2 separate regions of the Sus scrofa genome follow, and region 1 is linked to region 2. Evidence: chromatin contacts called from public promoter capture Hi-C data. All regions are on one chromosome and are shown on one strand. The core of a region is the stretch at or near the end of the contact, and the rest is flanking DNA. Distances in the headings are between cores, read along the strand shown. Region 1 holds the start of FAT4 (protocadherin Fat 4). Region 2 holds the start of INTU (protein inturned).

Region 1 (5,277 bases), core at 2,342-4,841, 2.1 Mb after region 2:
CAGAACCAATAGGGAGTAAAAAGCTTGTTCCTCTCTGTCCAAGGAGGAGATAGTACTCAACCTCCCAGACACAGGATCCAGGCGGAAGGACCTCTGGTCAGTCTCAGCCTCTTGTAGTGAAAAACGCACTGTCCCATTGTCACCCAGGTCCCCATCAGTTGCCCCAAGGACCAGTAGTTCTGTCCCTGTAGGGGCATTCTCAACCACAGACACATCATATCCTTCTGGATGGCTAAATACTGGCTTTTCATCATTCACATCCAGGAGCGTTACCACAAGCTGGGCATAGGAAACCTTGGGGTGAACCCCTTGGTCCCGAGCACTGATATTCAGTACAATCTGGGAAGCGAGTTCACGGTCCAAGCCCCCAGCAAGCCCAGTGGTCACTAGGCCGCTATGTTCACTGATGTGGAACCAACCTAGTCCATTACCAGAGACGATGCTGTAACGCAGATTAGCATTGAGACCAGAGTCACCGTCAGTGGCAGACACTCCACTCACATAGCTTCCCGGGGGCGCCTCCTCGCTCAGGTTCACTCTGTACACTTGCTGTGCAAAGACCGGAGGGTGGTCATTGATGTCATTGACGAAAATTACCAAGCTTGCCACAGAAGAGCGCGCCTGGACCGCTGCGCCAGGGGGCGCCCCGTGGTTATCAGAGACGGAAACTGTTAGGTTGTAAGAAGGGATGCGCTCCCGGTCCAGGGCGCTGGCTACTTTGATGAGGCTCAGGTTTGGCACTTTGCTGCTCTGCACCTCAAAGTGGCGCTGCTCATTGCCCCCAAGAATCTGCACAGAGATGTTCCCGTTGGCTGCTGGGGAGTCGGCGTCCGTCACGGTGAGCAGAGCCACCACAGTGCCCACCTGAGCGTTCTCATCTACCGAGGCGTAGCGTGAGGTGGCAGGGAAGTAGCGGAATTTTACCACAGGGTCATTGTCGTTAACGTCCAGCAGCTGAATCAGCGCCTCAGCGCGCCCGGTGAGAGAAGGCACGCCTCGATCCATAGCCTGCACGGTAAGCGAGTACTGGCGCCGGGCCTCGTAGTCCAGGGGCTCCCGTACCGTGATAAGCCCCGTTTCCGGGTCCATTTGGAAAGGGGTCCCTTCGTCCTGCAGCCGATAGCGGATATCCGCGTTGGTGCCCTCGTCGGCGTCCGCCGCCGCCACCTGGAGGACGCTGGAGCCGACCGTCGCGTCCTCAGGCACCCCCGCCTGGTAGTGGGAACTGCCAAAAACCGGGGGGTTGTCATTTATATCCTGAACAGTCACGTTTACCTGAAGGTAGCCCCGCCGCTTCGGTTCGCCCTTGTCCTCCACTTCCACCAAAAGCTGGTACTGTGGCGTGACCTCACGGTCCAGCCCGCCCTTGGACACGAGATGCAGGAACGCACCCTCGCCACTTGGGTTGAGGGTGATATCCAGGCGGAAGCGACCTGCCTCGTTGCCCTGGATAATGCGGTAGGATCGGTGGTCCACACCATTGGAGCCAATGTCCGAGTCGGTGGCGGTATCCAAGATGACTTGCCGCCCGCTGCTACTGTCCTCCTTGAAAGTGACCACAATCGAGGGGTCCGGGAAGACAGGGGCGTTGTCATTGAGGTCCCGTACCAAGACTCGCACTTCGGTGGGGTAGGTGGGCGAGCTGGAAAGAACCACTAGGTTGATCACGTCGCTGGGTAGGCTCTCGCGGTCGATGGTGGCAGTGGTGTACAGGGCCCCGGTGCTACTGTTTATGGCAAACAGGGCGTGGCTTTCGCTGAGCCGGTAGGTGAAGCCAGGGCGCGTCTGGATGGTACCCACCAGCGTGCCAGGAGGTTGCTCCTCCAGCACCTGAAACACCTGGCGCTGCTCCGCCCCGCTGACCCGGGCCGACCCTGGGAGCAGTGACAGCAGCCAAAAGACGCGAAGGAGCTGAAATAATGATAAAGTGGGCAGCGGGAGCCACGGGCGGCCAGGAGCCCTGTCTGCTGCCAAGTCCATGTTCCTGGCTCCCTGGAACAGTGTGATATAGAGAAGGAAGAGGTGAGGCAAAAAAGTGATGACGATGACGGGGATTAAGTAGCCCCAGCAAACATGCAGCCGATGGCTTGGAGAGCTCTGCTATTTCAAAGAATCTCCTGCCCAACAGAAGCAAGTCGCATCAGCAAAAGGATCAAGGTAGCCATTTGGATGCTTAGTGCGAGAGAGATGCCTTGGGGGAAAGCGGCAGGCATTCCTCGGACACTCCTGTGCGTTGATGAGTTCCCAGAAAAGTTTCTCAAACCTTCTCTATTTTCCCCCTTCACTTTGTTTTCGAATCCGGGAGAGTCAGCGTTTTCGCCCAGGTGGATGTGAGTTGGGAGAGATTGAGGTTAATGAGGAATGAAGTTGCAAACAATTGTCCTCAGAAACTTTAGAACTTACCACAGCGAAGAAACTGAAGAGGGAAGGACAAACGTCCGTAGCGGTGTGTGGAAAGAACAATTGCTCACGGGGGAGGGGTCGATGAGGAGCCGGGAGATTCTCGAATTCCTTTCCCAAAATCTGGAGACGAGGGATTTCCTCGAATCCCCTCTCCTCAAGAACAAGGCTGCAACGCCCCTCCAACAGGGCTGCAGAAGTGGCCGCTGAGGCCCAGGCTTCGGGGTCTGAGCGCGGGCAGCTAGAAAACTGCCTTCCAAGCGCTCACAGCGGCGCTGGGGCTCCGGTATCCCGGAGCGCTCAGCTCTGTCCCTTCTCCTCCAGCCGGCGCCGCCGCCCCTGCTGCGGCTTCGAGCCCGTAGTCAGGCGCAGGCAAAATCCAGCGCTATTCGGCATTTTTAATTTTTTTTACCTCTGCCAGGACGCCTGCCGACCCATTATTTGTACATCCAAATCGAGCGCAGGTCCCTCTTTCTTCTCGGCCTCGCCAGGGTCGGACAGGAGCAGCGCTCTGTCCCCGAGTCCCCTCCCCTAACCATGCCAGGGGGATCCTTCTCCGGCGGCCCCAGTCAGAAGCCCTCTCTAGTGCGCCTCGCCCCTGACCTCGTGCCCTTTCCCTTTATTGTCCTGTGTCAGTTTCACTTTGTAATCCACAAGGCTTTTTGTTTGGGGCGGGGGTGGTGGTTGGTCCCCCTTTCTCCTTCACCCGTGGCTGTGTAGGCGGGGAAATCCGCTCTGGGCTGTGGCAGCGCCCGCAGCAGCTTCGGACGGCGGCTGTCAGCGCTCTCCCTCTTGCCTGCCCCGGCTGAAGCTAGTACCGCTGTGGAGCTGGAGCTCCTTGAGCCCCTCTCAACCTCCGGCTGGTCCCCCACACTCTCCCCGCCCCTTCCCCGCCGCACGCGCGCGCGCAGACACACACACGCACACACACACACACACACAGCGCGTCGCCGAAACACAAACAGAGGGGGAGGGAAGACCGCGAGCTAGAGCAAGACACAGAAACTTTGCTCGCCACTCATTGATCCCCGCACTTTAGTTCGCCGGACTCCCCCTAACTCCGGGTGCTGTCACCTACTGCCCCTCCCTCGCCCCATCCCCATTGGGCCGGAGCTAAAGCAGCCCCGCCTGGCACTCCTACCGCCAGCGCTCTCGGACTTTTTCGGCCTCCGACTGGCTTCTCCGGATGCTAATCACTCCAGCCTCCTGGAGGACTGTAGGCTGTCGGGTGTGGGAGATCTGCGAGTAGGAGGCGCTGGGAAGGGGGGTGATTTTTTCTTTTTCTTTTTTTTTTTTTTTTTTTTTTTTTTTTTTTTTTTTGGTCAAATCTTGGCCGGCGTTACAGCAATAACAGCAAAAGGCTGCCGCAGAATAGATGGGGGTGGGGTCAGGTTTGCAGATAAATAACTTTAGTGGCGGGGTCTGGGAGAAGACCGTTAGATTGTTATGCTAGTAATAACTCAGGGGTAAGGGGGTCGAGAGAAATAAAAGAAAGGCGGGGGGTGAGGGTCTGTTAGAGCGGGAGGAAGGATTAAGCAAAGCCTGTCTGGGAATGCAAAGCGCAGATTTGCTTTAACCGTTTCCTGCCCCTTCTCTTGCGATGGGAGAGGAGGGAGCTGCTCTACAATACAACCCGACAGAATCCAAACCAAATCTTCCTCATGCCTCCTCTGTCTACAGAGCGAGCTAACTGCAGCCCAGGTTGAGATCAACCCTGAACCTGTCCCCATTTGTCCCTCCCCCACTGTCAGGTGACTAGGACACCAAGGCCTAGGTACTGACTGCACTTTGGATTTCCTGTAGGAAAAGCCAAGGGAACTCTGTTTGTTTTGTTTCCCTTCCCAAATGGATCCCAGGTGCCAGTAGCCAAACCTTAGAGTTTCAACAATAACAATGGTAGCCCATTGGAAAGATGGAGATCTTTTCCTATTGCAAAGTTTGGAATTTTGATCTCTGTTGGAGTATTTCCTCCCAGACATTTTATAACCAATGGAATCCTGATGAAGTTTTGTTTCTTTTTGTTTTGTTTTTTTTGTTTGTTTTTTGTTTTTGTCTTGAGAAAGGGTATATATGAGAAAAATAGAAATGAATAGAGTGAAATATTAAAAATAGCCACTTGCCATGCAAGGCACTCAGATTAATTTCCCTGATATTTACTGAAGCTAATCTTTGTGGTACAATTCGGCTCTTCAAAGAAAGAAAAAAGTGACTAGAAATCAGGTATTATTTATCCTTTAAGGGAAACCATTTAGAAAATAAGAATTTAAGGCAAGTAATGTAAATATAGGGCGTGTGTTTTACTTTTCGCCACAATGACCCCTCCAAGTTTAAAACTTTTCTGATACCAGAGATGATTCAGCGATGAGTAAATACTGCCCTCTGCTGTTTTCCATCAATCTTACAGCTTTTTAGTTGTCCACTTTCTTGCTTAAAATTAAATGCAGAGACTAGAAGGATCTGGTTACAAGGATAATTCCTCCTTCTTGCCCAGGGATAGTAGCAAAGGTAGAAAAGGTCTTTAGGAGTCTCCTATTACCCTTCTTTCCTTACAGTAAAAAAAAATAATAATAATTAATTAAGCAATAGTGATAGGGCTAGAGTAGGCACAGGTGGTTATAGAAATCCTAATAGGGGATCATAGATAAAGAGGGAAACCTGGGAGATATTGGGAGCCCATTGTAAATTAAAGAAAACCATCAAAATAAGGCAGGCTTGCTTAACTAGTGGAGGTGCAAGCATTGCCTCAGGTCATTAGGTGGGGGAAAGGTTGAGGCCTGCATTCAGAGTCAGACCTAGGGCAAAAATGTAAAGATCACCTTCAGCTGATTTGAATACACCACCTTACCTGGTACCAAGGAAGAGCTACTACTCCCGGAA
Region 2 (5,163 bases), core at 1,921-4,420:
CTGAAACTAGTCAATGTTTTCTTTAACCTAACCCACCCATCAATATTACCTCTGAAGCTTCCTCAGGGACTTGCCAATATGCCAAGTTAAGATGTAGTGCACTAATCTAACATTTTCCTCTTAAATCATAAGTCTTAAACAAACCTATGAAAAGTACTACACCAGAATGTACCCTAAAGAAATTTTATCTAAGAAATGATAAACTCATTAATTCTCTATTGGCAATCATTTGCAGCTCAAACTGGTTTTCAGTTATAAAGCATGCAAGGAACAATGATAATTTCCAGAAGGAATATGCAGAAGTTAACTAACTAGAAACTTCAAGATACTTTATGTGAATCACTAAGTAGCATAGCCTCCTTAATAACCTCTACATAGGCAATGAAGGACAAGAGGTAATTCCTATCTCTCAGCTTTTATGAAAGAGATTAGGTTCACATCCTTATACAATTGATCCACCTGTTCCAGTGACCTGTCCAAGCTAGGAAGGCCACTCTTATATTGGCAACTCTGCAGCTTAGGAAGGTAAATATCATAAGGAAAGAACAGAACAGAAGCCTACCTGGTCAGGTCAGCATAACTGCTCTCAAATCTTACACATCAAGAATCAACAGTCATAAAATCTGAATCTTGGTAGGAAATGAAATACACACCAGAGAAACATTTTATAAGAGATTTACTGCACCTTTACTATTAGGAGGGTAATGAAACTGGAACATATGGTGTGATCAGTGAATGACTGATATAAAAAGTTTAATGACCTTCTTTTTTCCTTTTTAAGGCTGTACCTGTGGCACATGTAAATTCCTGGGCTAGGTGCTGAATCAGAGCTGCAGCTGCTGGCCTACACCACAGTCACAGCAACAACAGATCTGAGTCCACATCTGTGCCCTACACCACAGCTTGCTGCAACTCAAGATCCTTAAGAGCGAGGCCAGGGATGGAACCTGCATCCTCACTGACACTATATATGGTTCTTAACCTGTTGAGCCACAACAGGAACTCCTAATGACCATTTTGTAAAAAACTAAAATATAATACATATATTCATGTATTCTTTTTTTTTTTTTTTTCTTTTAGGGCCACGCCTGCAGAATATGGAGGTTCCCAGTCCAGGGGTAGAATTGGAGCTGTAGCTGCCAGCCTACAACACAGCCACAGCAACACCAGATCCGAGCTGTGTCCGCAACCTATACCACCACTCATGACAATATCAGATCCTTAACCCACTGCGCGAGGCCAGGGATCAAACCTGCGTCCTCATAGATAGTAGTCAGATTTGTTTCTGCTGAGCTACGATGGGAACTCCACATACATGTATTCTGAATCACAAAATGCTTTGAAATAAGTTTTGTAACACAAGGTCCTCAGCTTGCTCATTTATCTTCATTCACCAAAATCAGCACATCCCATTTAAAACCTAGTCTCTTAAATTCCTACACTGACAACACTCAATTTTGTGACTGTGAGGTAATTACAGATTCTCTTTGGGCTAAAAATGTGTGATTATAAGATGTAGAGAAACCAAGAGTTTGAGTCTCACACTGTCTATGACTCCCATAGCAAGAACAAACAAGGTTTCATATAATCCACACTTCCAACATCCTTGCTTGATAACCATGAATTTTGCCATTATTTTTTAAATGACTACAGTAGAAGGATATTTCATATCCTTAAATTTGTTCAAGTCTTCCACAATACAATCTGTCCTCATTAAGTCTTGAGAGTAGGAGTTCCTATCGTGGCAGAGCAGAAATGAATCCAACTAGGAACCATGAGGTTTCGGGTTCAATCCCTGGCCTCACTCAGAGGGTTAAGGATCCCACTTGCAGTGAGCTGTGGTGTAGATTGCAGACTCGGCTCCGATCCTGCTATGTCTGTTGCCTAAGCTGGCAGCTGTAGCTCCGATTAGACTCCTAGCCTAGGAACCTCCATATGCTGCCGGTGTGACCCTAAAAAGCAAAAAAAAAAAAAAAAAAGCCTTGTGAGTATATTTAAGCAACCATTAATGATGGTTTTCCCTCCATGCTTTTAAAGATGATAAAAATGTTTTGCATACCTATGTGTGAAAATAACCGCCAAATAACTAATATACTTCTAAATACACATTAAATAACTGTAACTGTTATTCCTAAATATACAAAAAATGCCATCCTAAAAATGACTATATATGGCAGTCATTGATATTTTGACTAAAGAACTTTTTCACTGCTAGCCATTTTTAAGCAACCACTACCATTACTTTGACTTTTTCAAAAGTTCTTAATCCATAGCAGTAAGGGATAAATGCCTTCGAAACTGCAACAGCATTGGGTACTGTGAATAAAAATAACTTTTTCATTGTTTTAAGTAGAAAATAACAGATGTTCTGAATTTAAAAATTACACATGACATAAAATATAAAACAAAATTATGAGGATGTATAGGAAAATATAGCAGAAATATACACTGCTGGGAGAGTTTGTCCTTGATGGTGAGACTAGGGTGCATTTTCTTTCATTTACATATCTATTAATTTTCATAACAGTGAAAAAATCTACATAATTTAAATAGCAGACTTCTAAAAAGTGGAGTGTCCCTTCACTCTAAATACTAATGAGGTTAAAGTCACAAAGATCGTGACACCAAAGAAGCAAGAAGACACTGCGACAGAATAGAATTTATAAACACTCTAACAGGTACACTCATATAATACAGAACCCACTACAAAGAGAGCCTCAACCTCTGAGAGTCACAAAAACCTACAGTAACAAAGAATGGTACAGTCATTTCGGCACACTTTATCACACGACTGAAAGGTGGTGCAAATAAACCCCATTTGAAAAACAAAACAAAACCTCAAACACTCACTCTCTACCACGCCAACACTCGTCAAGTCTTCCCCCCAGCCCACGTGTACAATCTCCGGACAGAAGGGATGGATTTAATTGTCCCTCTCCAAGAACCTTACTTATAATCGGAACTCGTAGAGGAGTAAGATTCCGAGTCGCTGACCCGATCTTCAGAATCACAATCCTCATCTTTTTGTGAAGGGGGTTCTGCAGGGAGCTCCTCCGGGCTCTGACGCGAACCGCACAACGCCATCACCAGGCACACAGCAGTTAACAAATGCGTTAAGTTCAGACCTCACAGCCATAGCTCACCGGGGCAGCCATGTTGCCTCCGCTGGGGAAGGGCGGAGGCCACGTGATTACCAATCCTCAGCTGCAATTGGTAACAGCTCAGGTTGCCAGGGAGACGGCGAAGCTTCTCAGAGAGAAGCAAAAGACTGAAAGGAGCCAAAGAACTGAAATTTCTAGGAGGGAGTCTGAGAGGAATAGAAGCTAAAGCTTAAGCGCTTACGCTCTCCTAAACAGACTCCTTTAGAGCAGCCTAACGTATTAAAACAGGCGAAGGCCCACCGGTATTTTTTCTTTTTCTTGCAGTTTGCTCTTTGTTTCTACGCCAAACAGCTATCCAAAACCTTTGAGGCTCTCTGCCTGGGTTTTTTTTCTGAGGTAAACTCCATCCCCTCAAGGAAAGGACGCTTTTAAGCAATGTCTTCAAGGTCTAGATATGTTTCCTTGGTTTTCACAGTTCTACCAAGCAGATATTGTAGAAAGGAGCTTCAAATTGGTGCCAATAATGTGAAAAAACTGCGTGTTCATTTTCTAACTCAAAATTTTATAATTTAAGTTTTCTCATCTTTGAAGTTGGAAGTGTAAACAGATAAATTTTTCTTGTCATTTGCAAATACCTACATCAAAAATATAAATACATGTATGTATATATGTGTGTGTGTATGTGTGTGTGTATATATATATATATATTTAACTTTTTTAAGGGCCACACCCACGGCATATCGAAGTTCCCCCAGGCTAGAGGTGGAATGAGAGCTGCAGCCACCGGCCTACACCATAGAAACACCAACACCAGATCCAAGCTGCATCTGTGACCTACACCGCAGCTTGCACCATATAGGATCTTCAACCCACCGCATGAGGCCAGGGATCAAACCTGCATCCTCATGGATACTATGTGGGGTTCTTAACCCCCTGAACCACAACAGGAACTCCCCAAATATTTTTTGTAAGTAGAAAATAAAGCATTTACTGAGATTCAGCCATTGCCTTCATTACTTGTTCTATTCACATGTGTATGAATATATATATATATCACTATACTAAAATAAGGAAATTGAAGCTTAGAGAGGTAATCTTGTTAATGGTCACATGGCTAACAGGCAACAAAGTCACCCAAGAACTGAAGTCATTCACCCCTAGATTATATTTCCTTCTCAGAACTCAGTATTTCAATTAGAGATCTATTATAAGAAAAATAAAGGATGAAAATAAAATTTATAAAATGTGTACAACTGAAAAGCTGAAAACAAAATGTTTAACAATAGGAAAGTTAAATACACCTCTCTCTATAAAATATGATTAATATTATGTTAATAGAAATGTTTTCGAAGAGAAATGCATGGGGAAATGTTCCAATTATAGCAGGTTAAAAAAAGGATACAATATTATTTTATGATCTCAATAGATAGGTGATGGGGTTTCAGCTTAAGCTACATGGGGGGATGGTAGAGACTGAAAGGTGAATGGGCAATTTATAACACAGTGTACTATGATAAGTACAGAGTTCTAATGAAATACCCAAAGGAAAACAAACTAGGGCATGTAGGGCCACAGCAAATTTCTTAGAGGAAGGCTTATCTTGTTATTACATGATATTATGTTCCAAACAGAGGAAAATATTGGGAGATGAGTCGTCCCATGGCCCAGAGTGATATATGCATGGATAACTCAAAAGAACCTGAGCAGTAGCAGTCAAATATATAAACTGTCAAGCTACAATTTAGTTTCATTTGTCACATTAAACTACGTACATTTGAATATTCTAAGTTTTATGGTTTTATTTATATTTATAAATTTGCTTTTTTATCATTGTAAACTATTGAATTTATTTTGTAGTTTATTTTTTAAATCTTATTGAAGAGCTATAAAGCACAAACCTCATCCCTGCTTCTTTAAAATTATAATTTAGAGAGTTCCCATCATGGCTCAGTGGTTAACGAATGTGACTACTATCAATTAGGATGTGGGTTCGATCCTTGGCCTTGTTCAGTGGGTTAAGGATCTGGCATTGCTACAATCTATGGTGTAGGTCACAGATGGG

What was found. Promoter capture Hi-C pulls out the DNA fragments that hold promoters and counts their contacts.
Region 1: a promoter capture Hi-C map of fetal skeletal muscle shows a contact between it and region 2, with 14 times the contacts expected there. The contact joins the promoter of FAT4 here to the promoter of INTU in region 2. A contact is called at or near these places in 1 of 5 promoter capture datasets (fetal skeletal muscle) and 1 of 2 datasets of contacts at active chromatin or transcription factors (skeletal muscle).

The regions. Positions count from the first base shown.
Region 1 is chr8:99,308,540-99,313,816 of Sscrofa11.1, forward strand. FAT4 (protocadherin Fat 4) reads right to left here and starts at 3,592. Exons shown (of 22, transcript XM_021101611.1): 1 at 1-3,592. The coding sequence starts at 1,980. LOC106504728 (a long non-coding RNA gene) reads left to right here and starts at 882. Exons shown (of 4, transcript XR_002346807.1): 1 at 882-1,015.
Region 2 is chr8:97,201,489-97,206,651 of Sscrofa11.1, forward strand. It overlaps INTU (protein inturned), which reads right to left and starts at 3,171. Exons shown (of 17, transcript XM_005666876.3): 1 at 2,951-3,171. The coding sequence starts at 3,084.